Linked DNA regions of Mus musculus: all the other regions are linked to region 1. The links are chromatin contacts, called in public Hi-C and promoter capture Hi-C maps. All regions are on one chromosome and are shown on one strand. Each heading gives the region's core, a stretch centred on a gene start, on an enhancer-like site or on the middle of the called end of the contact. The rest is flanking DNA. Distances are from core to core; before and after follow the strand shown.

Evidence for each region. Promoter capture Hi-C pulls out the DNA fragments that hold promoters and counts their contacts. A called contact is a pair of places that touch in the nucleus more often than the background predicts.
Region 2: a contact with region 1 is called in a Hi-C map of bone marrow-derived macrophages, with 4 times the contacts expected there. The contact joins two enhancer-like sites. A contact is called at or near these places in 3 of 39 promoter capture datasets (the 3T3-L1 cell line, the C10 cell line and pre-B cells), 1 of 15 datasets of contacts at CTCF or cohesin (large pre-B cells), 7 of 484 Hi-C or Micro-C datasets (LSK cells, bone marrow-derived macrophages, embryonic fibroblasts and 3 more) and 1 of 115 datasets of contacts at active chromatin or transcription factors (bone marrow-derived dendritic cells).
Region 3: a Hi-C map of uterus shows a contact between it and region 1, with 5 times the contacts expected there. The contact joins two enhancer-like sites.
Region 4: a contact with region 1 is called in a promoter capture Hi-C map of hematopoietic stem and progenitor cells. The contact joins the promoter of Phf20l1 here to the enhancer-like site in region 1. A contact is called at or near these places in 4 of 39 promoter capture datasets (the C10 cell line, hematopoietic stem and progenitor cells and neutrophils), 5 of 115 datasets of contacts at active chromatin or transcription factors (cardiomyocytes, double positive thymocytes, extraembryonic endoderm stem cells and 2 more) and 2 of 9 other capture datasets (embryonic stem cells and liver).

What each region holds. Positions count from the first base shown.
Region 1 is chr15:67,115,646-67,118,168 of GRCm38.p6, forward strand. The region is part of intron 3 of St3gal1 (ST3 beta-galactoside alpha-2,3-sialyltransferase 1); the gene reads right to left. Among named protein-coding and RNA genes, the nearest start is that of Gm31400, 53 kb to the right of the region's middle. Within about 2 kb of position 1,261, at least 148 of the 459 cell types and tissues checked have an H3K27ac peak or open chromatin away from gene starts, as enhancers often do. A contact at or near this core is called in bone marrow-derived macrophages, hematopoietic stem and progenitor cells, neutrophils and 3 more, where this site is marked.
Region 2 is chr15:68,070,087-68,072,609 of GRCm38.p6, forward strand. No RefSeq gene overlaps it. Among named protein-coding and RNA genes, the nearest start is that of Zfat, 190 kb to the right of the region's middle. Within about 2 kb of position 1,260, at least 46 of the 459 cell types and tissues checked have an H3K27ac peak or open chromatin away from gene starts, as enhancers often do. A contact at or near this core is called in bone marrow-derived macrophages, where this site is marked.
Region 3 is chr15:67,758,152-67,760,674 of GRCm38.p6, forward strand. No RefSeq gene overlaps it. Among named protein-coding and RNA genes, the nearest start is that of Zfat, 500 kb to the right of the region's middle. Within about 2 kb of position 1,265, at least 12 of the 459 cell types and tissues checked have an H3K27ac peak or open chromatin away from gene starts, as enhancers often do. A contact at or near this core is called in uterus, where this site is marked.
Region 4 is chr15:66,576,309-66,578,831 of GRCm38.p6, forward strand. It overlaps Phf20l1 (PHD finger protein 20-like 1), which reads left to right and starts at 1,264. Exons shown (of 21, transcript NM_001081409.1): 1 at 1,264-1,539.

The DNA of each region.
Region 1 (2,523 bases), core at 11-2,510:
ACCACACAGTTCCTGTGCGTTGTGAGCCAGACTCTGAACTTCTCTGATCCTTGCTTCCTAAAACACTGTTGCTTCAGGCCAAGGTGGGAAGAATGACTGGCATAAAGGGGACCAGCACAGAGCACCGAGTGTAAATAACACCAGCCGTGGCTGTTTCTATTCCTTGAATCCCGGATGCTTCCTGTGGACAATGTACCCCAAGATGGCTGGACTGTCTCAAGGGCAAGTTTATTTAAAGGACCAAATGATACCAGGCATTAAAGAATACAAGCCAGGGACACCCTGTCTCAGTTCCTCTAGGTGGTGGCACCTGACTATTCGGTGCTTTCTGAGGCCCCGGGGAAAGTGGTCCTAACAGTGTGTGTGTGTGTGTGTGTGTGTGTGTGTGTGTGTGTGTGTGTGTGTTAGGGATCCCAGAACTAGAGATACAGCAAATAGCCAAACAGTGAGGCTGACCCAGTGAGCTAGCAGCTAGCTAGTTGACTGCCCAGGGGCTTCTCCACAGTGGTTTTACTTTCCAGTTTCCACCTGCCTGTCCCTCCGATTCCCTTCCCCCATGCTTAGGCGTACGAATGTACTGCCCTTTGGAGCCTGTGAGAGTACACCTCCCCCCCCCCCCAGGAGAGGCCCATCACCCTTATAACACTGGGCCCCAGGGTTGGATGGGGCCAACTGGTTCTTTGTACTTTGCAGTTCAGGGTCCTAGCTGCCACCTGTTAGACCTCTGATGAGTCCCGTGCACTGGGCTTTGACTAGAGCAAGTCTTTGTCGTCAGTTAGGCCTAGGGAATGTTGAGCCTACCTTTCCCAGGTGATAGGCCCTGTGTAGGTCATTCTACCTCTCTGCTGGGTTTGCTCCATAAGGCAGAACGGTCACTCTTCTTTAAGGGTCTATAGAAAGTACAAGCAGAGCCTCCTGGCATCTAACATGCATGGAAATGAGTTATCTTCATCACCAATGCACAGGTGATGGGATTGAGGCTTAGTGGGGAAGCCTTTGACTGAATCTACGCACCCAGGAACTGAACCGTGAATTTGAACTTGCTCCTCCCCTCAAATACGGTGCTTTCTCAGACTTGGAAATGAAAAGCCCAGACATCGCCCTGCCCTTCCTTTCCTGTCTCTGGCACATCTACTCTGTGCTAAGCAAGAAATTCCAGGAAGCAGATGCTGGCTCTGAAAGTTGCATCCCCTGAGCAGGATCTGGGGTTACTGTGTTCTCATACAAGGGTGTGCCTCACTTCTGCTTTAATCCCTCATTTGGAGAACCCACGGCCCAGTGAGTCAGAGCTGGAAAGCTCTTGGCTGGGGCTCGCCGGTGGAGGGGAATGCCGCTTGCTCAGGCTCCTGGGCCACTTATCACCAGCAGCTGAGGACTTCTCAGAGCATCTGCTGTTGACACTTGGTGACTAGCTTCCTCCCTGAAGATGTTGCTCAGTACAGCTGTCTGGGAAGCCTGGGAGACTGGAGATGTTGAAATCTTCCAGGTGAATTCTAGAACTTTGTGGTTAAAGTCAAAGCAAGGGGCAGCCAAGAGCTAGGGAGCTGTCTGCTTTTAAAATGGTTGAGTCCTACACAAAGGTATCACTGCTATATGCCAGCCGAGGACTTTTAGGGAGTCCTGTTTATTGCTGACCGGGACCCCCAATTGGGTCACTGTCTACCACAGTGAGGGGGTTTACCTACCCTCCTTCATACGCCCTCCCCCTCTAGTGATGCACTGCTCAGACAGCTCTGGAGTCTGTTAGTCGATGTCTGGGTTGATAGAAGAGTGAGCCGAGGCCTTCCTTCTGTCCTACCTTAGTGGTGGTGGCTGCAGGTGGCTTGACACTGCCCCGGAGGACATGCCTAAGGACTACCTTAAGGCTGAAGGTAGGTGTGTTCTGTGCTGACTTTCTGAAGCTTCCTGGTTTCAGGGTCCCAGCCAGAATGGCTTCCCTAAATGCCTGAGGTCTCACACCTCCTCGCTTTCCTCAACTTTGCAAGTGACTGGTCTCTGAGAAGCACTCGTTTTCTATCCATATTCTCAGACCGGATCCTCACTGCTTGCCTTACAGATCCCTAGGACAACTCTAACCAAGCCTGGCAGCTCCCATGCCTCTCCATTTTACCTCTACTTGGCTGGCCCATCCCAGACGGAGCTATCGCCTAACAGCCTTTGTGCGTAGTATACCCGGGTGTGATGGATCCTTTTCCTTGTCACATTGACTAGGTTTAGAATTTCCATAGAAGCACAATAAATCTTATGAATGCAGAAGGAAGTAGCTGGAGAAATGGCTCAGAGGTTAAGAGCACTGACTGCTCTTATAGAGGATCAGGGTTTGAATCCTAGATCCCACATTGGACACCATACACAGGCCCGTATGTAATCTCAGTTCTGAGGGATCTATGCCCACTTCTGACCTCTACAGGCACCTTCACATGCACACACACACACACACACACACACCACATACACACACACCCCACATACACACACATGTTTTTTTCTTTTTTTCAAAAGGATTTCTATGAAAAAGGTTCT
Region 2 (2,523 bases), core at 10-2,509, 950 kb after region 1:
AGACACACACTGGAGGCTGCTGAGAAAGGAGTGCAGAAGGAGAGAAGTCTGAATATCACAGGTGCTACATTGAAGGGGCAGAATAAACTGTAAAGAGATAAATCTGAGCCACAAGAAGCAGGATAATCTGTTAACTGACAACCTCAGAACCCCAAAGCCATTCACACAAGTATGGTATGGGGTAGAGAGCTTAGAAGTCATCATGGGCACACTCCCTAATATATCTAATTCTAGTTTCATTTGTCTGCCTCTGATGATATCTCAGTAGCTAAGTGCTCTCCTGGATTCCACTAAAAAAGCCACGAAGTAAGAATTAGGGCTAAGCTCCCGCAGAGTCTAAGACTTGGTTCCCTCTGGGTACAGAGTCTCTGCAGCTGAGAAAGGAGCACCCCTGTTAGGAAGGTAAGCTCTATTAGGTGGGGAGCCATTTGATCCAGCAAAGTTTTATCAATAAAGGTGGGGTTCTGAAAAGAAGAGATAAAGAAAATGGAGCTGTAAGTGGAGAGAACCTGGAGGTCAGAGAAGCTAAACCGCCTGGGAACTGGAGCATCAGGAAGGTATCAATGTACTGAAGACAAAGAAAGAAAGGCAGGTATGTATGAGACCCAACCTTAAATGGGAACTTCAGTTTCTGATTATCCATCCACAAGGATGTCCCTATATACTCATGAGAAGTTACAATAATGTTTATCAGCAGAACAGACTATTCCTTCCATTTTGTGTTGATTTGGCTGGGTGGGGGGTGTTTGAAATAAACAAAAGGCATCCTGTTCTCTCTTTCCCTTCCATTTTACCAACAACACATTATATCAAGAGATCGGAGTTGTGAATATTATTCCTTGCACAGAAAGAGTGAGAGTAAAGGCTATATCACCAGCTCTGGAAAATTTTAATGCCAAGCAGCTTCACGTACCAGGGACCTGCAAGAGTAAGGCACACCAGAGCAAAAGGGCAAAGATTGTCCTTCAGGCATTGAGAATAACTGGACATAAGAGACATAGACCAAAAAAAAAAAATGATGCCACTGGAAAGGAAGCTATCCCATCCCATTGGAGTGCCTCTGGCAGCTAAGAACACAACATGGGCAGTTCATGTTTTATCCCTGGAGATGATTAAGAGGAAATGCGAGTCATCTTGGTGTTCTCCCCATCCTCAGCCGAATGGAGCTTTTATTATCACAGTGCAAAGAAGAGTCAGGAGCTGAATGGTGCTGAACTCCATGGCTGGGCTCCATGTGTGTTTCATAGCCATTCATTAATATTCATGTTGTGACTAAATGACCCCGTTCAGCATCCTCCCACACTCCCTGCTTCCAGCACTTGGTCCCTACTGTGACCCCCTTGGAGGGGTGCCCGCCTGTCCTTCTCTCTGCCTGGAACCAAAAGTGCCTGCCTATCTCATCACACAGCGCCTGACATGCTCATGTCAGACACTGACACCCTACATCAAGCCTTTCCTTCCACCCATCCAAAATCAAATAAGTTACAATGTGGCCATTTATCCTCCCTCCCATTGTCTCCGCAGGCTGGCCCTGCCGCGGGGGAGGAAGGACAGATGGAGTCATCCCCTGGGATACAGAGAGATTACCTCCTGCACTGCACACAGCAATCTTGTCTTCTCCGTAAGCTAGCTTTCAGCAAAGCCTGTGCACTCTGAAGTGCAGTGTGTGGTGAGGACAATGGATGCATATTATTCCATTTTTCCAATCCCCATTCTGAGGACTATTTGTCCCAGTAAACTCTGGGCAGACTTCCCATCCTTTGGCTGAAAAGAGGTACACGACATATACCCTGCCGCTGTTGTGTTCTTCTCAAATTGAAACGGGCACTCTGGAATGGTGGTGGTTATGTGGTCCCCATGGGGAAGACTGCAGAGACCTGGTCTGTGGCTCCAGTGTCCAGTGATGCAGCCAAAGGGCAGCCTCTCTTTCTCTGTGATCATTCCATGGCAGGACTTAAAACTCAGAGTAGCACACAACTTATAAAGCTCAGGCTATGGGGTAGAAAGACAGGTGAGCTATTGATGAAGTCTTGAGGAGTCAGGGAATACAGTGGACATCACATATCAGACCAGGTCTCATACATTACGTTAGTGCCTTCATCTCTTCTCCATGTACCTAACAGATACATGTGAAACAGTATTCTAGGTGCTGTGCTGCTATGCAGCTGAGTAGTGAGCAAAGCAGAACCTTCTTGGTCCACACATTCTGGTCAGGGGCCAGTCATGCTATAGAGAGACAGGTGAAAAATAAAGGCAGAGATGAAGGCTGATGGAGATAGAGTCAGAGGTGGGTGGGCAGCATTGCCGTTTTGCTACAGGATAATCAGGGATAGCTGTGGTCAAAGAGCATCCCTAGGAACAAGACAACTTCAGGATTCTGTGCTCCTCAGGAAGGGGGAGCCATGGGACAATGGTGAGTAGAGAAGCCATCTGACCTAGTTGGGCTTTCACGGGCCCCATTGTCCGCACAAAGGACAAGGCAAAAACAGGAAAGCCTGCCAGCTAAGGAAATAGCAAGGGAAT
Region 3 (2,523 bases), core at 15-2,514, 640 kb after region 1:
TACTGTATCACTCATGATAGAAACCTACTAACTGTCTCACACAATGAATTAATAAATGCAGCTAATTTAATCTGAACAAAAACTTAAAAATACACTCATTCCAGATAGGGGAAGGTTCTCCCTGAGTTTACCATAGAGGCTGTCAAAAGCTTCCTATAGCACAATATGAATGGACAGGTTCCTACTGAAGGTCTATTGATCTTACAAGGAAATGGTGATGCATTTGGGGTGGGGTGCAGAGGTACTTTTATCTAGGCTGTAGATCATTATAATGGGGAGAATAGTGAAAGCAATTTTGCATGGAAACAATCTCCAGCTGCCTGTAACTTTGGTTCAGCAAATGTCACCGTGCAACTATTTACTACAGTATTTATTACTCTGTCATTAGCTCATAAATAATACCAACCTAGCAACCAAGGGACGATGCCATGCAACAGCGACCGTGATAAGAATTTAAGAAGGCAAAGAAGCCTATGTTCACATCTAAGGAGGAGGCGTAGAGGGTAAACTCTAGCAATTACCAAGACTCATAACTTTCCCTATAAAAACAATCTGAGCAAAACTGAAAGGGTGCTTAGAGTAGCATTCCTCACTAGAACACCCTCATAAAACCACAGAACCCACTGGATATAGCTATATCTGTCATCGGCCTGGGGCAAATAAACCTCAAATTGGTGGGGATGATGTCAAAAGGAATCCTTTTTGGTTGTCATATTCACATTGAAATTCTGATTCTGAGTACTGAAGGAGAGCTGGGAGCCAACTGGTTTGTTAGTTGTGTTTTTCTAAGTGAGAGCTGAGAGATGTAAAGAAACTTGGGACAAAGCCCTCTAATCTTCTGCTCCATTTTTGTTGTGGTTCGGTTTGCTTTGGTCCTATCTTTTAATGGCCTGGAATGTTTTATTGGGCCTCACAGCATCAAGCTTACATCTTGCAAAATATTGCTTCCCTACTTTACCATTAGATAAATAATTTCTAGAAGCTTTCACCAAGATTCTTGGCAGGAGGGGTGTTTGTTTGGTTGATTGGATTTGGGTTTGGGTTTGTTTGTTTGTATTTCCCTTCAGGCCTTCTGACCACTCACTTTTTGTTAATCACTCTGGGCCTCCTGCTCTCATCCCCAGTTTGAATGCTGGAATGATCCATGAAATGAGATCACTCATAAAAGAAGCGAAATCTCTTTCATCTTCAAATCTCCTGGGCTCGGCACTGACGCTTCTTGTGTAGAACTCAGAACATTTGGAATCAATGTGAGCAGATGGGTGGAGGCTGTATTTTCAGCTTCGTGAGTCACTGCAGAAATGAGCCCAAGGATTTCATTTCAGCCTTCCATGGTGTTGGCTCCAGGGACCATTCAACTACTGCTAGTACTTGCAAGTTGGATAACCAGCCCTTGAACCTCCCTGCATCTTAATATCTCTTATTGCAACATGAGTTTATAATAGCTCCCTCATTGTCTTCATGTTAAGATTAGGCCAAAGTGTTTAACCCAAAACTTGTCCTGCCTCTAAGATCTGCAAGGATAAAGATGGAGCCGAGACTGAGAGAACAGTCAACCATTGACTGGCCCAACATAAGAGCTGTCCCACGTGAGAGAGATAACTCCTGATACTATTAATGATACTCTGCTTTTCTTGCAGGAACCCAGCATAACTGTCTCCTGAGTATCTTCATGGATCAGTGGATATAACAGATGCAGAGACCCATGGCTAACCTCAGAGAGTCTTGTGTACAAGTGGGAGAGAGGACAGAGCAACCCAGTGAGATCATGGACACCACTAGAAGACCTATGATGTCAACTAACATGGGCCCAAAGAGGCTCACAGAGACTGAACCACTAATCAAAGAGCATGCAAGGGCTGGGTCTAGGCTTCTCCCTACATTTGCAGAAGATATATCGATTGGTCTTCATGTGAGCGAGTCCCCTAACAGTTGGAGCAGGGGACTGTGTCTAAATCTGTTGCCTGCCACTGGATCACCTTCCCCTACCCGGACTCCTGGTTGGGTCTCAGTGGGCAAGGAGGTGCTTTGTGCTGCTGGGACTAGAAGACCCAGGGTAGGGTGGTACCCAAGGAGGGCTTTTAGGGGGAGGGATTTGATAGGACTGGGATTGGAGGAGAGGAAGGTGACTGGGGGAAGCAATGTGAACAATTTAAATCATGAAAAAAAAAAAGAATAACTTTAATGCAATGAGTGGTTCTCAACCTTCCTGATGCTGCAAGACTTTTTTACAGTTCATCATATTGTGGTGGCCTCAGTCCATAAAGTTATTTTTCGTTACTACTTTGTAATTGTAATTTTGCTACCGTTTGGGATCGTAATATGAATACTTTTAGAGATAGAAGTTCACCATAGGGGTCTCGGCCCACAGGATGAGAACTGTTACTTTAAACTACACCCACACTTCCAGGAAAAATATGATGACCTCCAGAGTGGCACCTTCAAAGCCACTCCACTGAAGTTTTCTTTTCCCAAATTATGTCCATACCTTTCCTTTGTTAATTACTTTTCTTCCAAGCCCTT
Region 4 (2,523 bases), core at 14-2,513, 540 kb before region 1:
TGCATGTTTGTTTTAGGTGATCCATAATTCCTACAGTCATCCTAGTGTATCAAGGACTTCTACTGCTAAAACAGTAATTATTGCAAACATTGTAAATCACAGTACTGGGGGACAAAAATATTTTAGAACTGTCTTCTTGCATTGGCATTTTCTTGTGTGTGTGATCTTACTTGTATTCTAATTTTACAGCAAATTAAATAACCGTACATAATATTTTAAAAGTGGAAAGTATAATTCTGCCTGTGACAGAAAAAAGATTCTAGAAATAATAGAAATATTAATTGTATTGGACCAATGAGAACCACAGAGGATTAAAAAGAAGAACATAAAGACAAATATCATCTCAGAACTGTCTTATTCGCATTGTTTGTAGCATCACTAAGCTCAGTATAACTCTGCAACTATTAGATATATATTTCTTGAATGAATGTCTTTTGAATAAAAGGATGATTATGAAGATTTTCTCAATTTACCAAATCTCTTGAAAGTCAGAGAAAACATTTCTATTTTCACTGTACACGATGAAGCAAGATAAATATAAGTGTCATTTGTATGCAGTGATGCACTTTTAAAACGTGGGAGGCAGAGTGATGGAGTGGGGAAAAAAATAGATGTTTTCTCTCAGTAGCACTTTGAATGATAACTTGTAGATCTTCTCAAAGTTGGGATAGGGATTCTCCTGCTTAATATAGACTTTGGTACATGGTAGGTGTTCAACAGAGGTAGTCCTATACTATTAATTGTGAAGACTTGTTCTATTAGTACCCTAAACTTCTTAGGAATTTTTAAAGATTCTTAAGAATCTTTTATTTGTTTTATAAAGATTTCTGAATTTGGAAAGTAGTATAAGTGTGCAGTTTTGATTGTCATGTGATATATTTATAGCAGAGTGTCGTGACAAAGTATCCATTCAAAAGAGACAATTCTGATTTTGTAATACAGATCATTGTGTCTGTCCTTAACGTGGGATAGAACAGACACGGTGAAAAGTGTGTGGTGCATTGACAAGTTTGCCCAATGTGTCAAGTAGTGGGATTTGTTAGAAACCAGCAACAATCACAAAAGGCCACCATCCTCTTGACCCCACCAAGGGGAATCTAGAGCCCAGGTCTTTTCTATGTGTAAGTAGCCCAGCCTGGCCGAAGCCCCACCCCCAGAATAGTCCTCCAATCGGCTGCGCCGCGCCAGCCCGGCCCTCGCGTACCACGTGACTCAACCCAGCCCGCTTCCGGCGCGTCGCGGGCGGCTGACGTCCCCGGCCGGCGTCGCGTCAGGGCTGGCCGGCGGCGGTGGTGGCTGCGGAGGCGGCAGCGGCGGCAGCGACGGCGGCTGCGATGGTAGCGGAGCCGGAGTGGGCTTGAGGGCTTCCTCCCGCGTTTCCTCGGGCCGACGCGGCGCCGCGGGCCCGGCTCACTCGGCTCCCGCTCCCTCCCTTGCTGCTGCCCGGGCAGACTCGAACGAGGCCCGCGCTGGCCTCCCTGACGCGCCCCGGCTCGGCCCCGGACGGCCCGGCTGCTGTGCGGAGACGAGGCCGAGTCGGTAAGAGGCGGCGGAGGGGCCTGGAAGCTGCCGGGTCCCCGGGCTGCGCTCGCGCCCGCGTTGCTCTCGGCCGGCGTCCCGCTCCCTGCCATCCGCTGACCCTATTGTCTGCGCGCCGCCGCGCTACCCCCGCCTTCCTTCCCTTGCCGGGCCGGCGGCTGTCAACCTGCAGCTCCCGGGCTCCGGGCCAGCCGCGCCGCGGCCTTTCCTGGCTCCCCTTGACACCCCTGCGAGCCCGCCTCGTCCCCTCTGCTTAGCTTCGCGGTCTTTCCCTCACCGCTCTCTAGCTCTGTGTGTCTGTCTCTTTCCTCTCACTGTCATCTCTGCAAACTTCCACCATCCTTACAACGAACTCTTTTTTACCGCTTTCTGGTCTTTTTTCATTTCTCTTTTTGTTTCCTTCTCCCCTTTCTCGCTCCCTGTTCCACAGTTTCACTTTAAGGGTCTGTCCAATAGATTGTCTTTCGTAAAAGTTCCTAATTCTGCCGCCTCCCTCATTCTCCTGTCTCCTCACAAGAGAATGGAAATCGTCCCTGCCTTTTGAGGTCCTCATTCCTGAGAGTCACGGGGGATTAGATTTACAGGCTGGAAGTTTGATCTTAGGAAATGTTAGCATAACTGGCAAACTGCCTCTTCGGATTCTATTTCTGTACATTGAAGTAACAGCCTTGTATGTTGCACACTTACAAGATTTCTATTTAAAATATTTATGTTTGTTCCCATTACACCTAGTGTGTCCTGGCTATGAATCTTAACCTCACTGATGCCATGTCAGGATATTCTATATCCCCTTAGGCACGACCTTGTAAACTTGATCCCCCATATTTTTGTAACAAGCGTTGATGCTATTTCTTTTCTTCCCTTTTCAGATTAAAAAAAAAAAAAAAAAACAGGAAGGGACATTTGGAATTCTGTTTGCTCTTAAGTTTTACCTGTTTTAAACAGTGGCTAAAACATTATAAGATTTTTCGTTTGTGTGGGGAT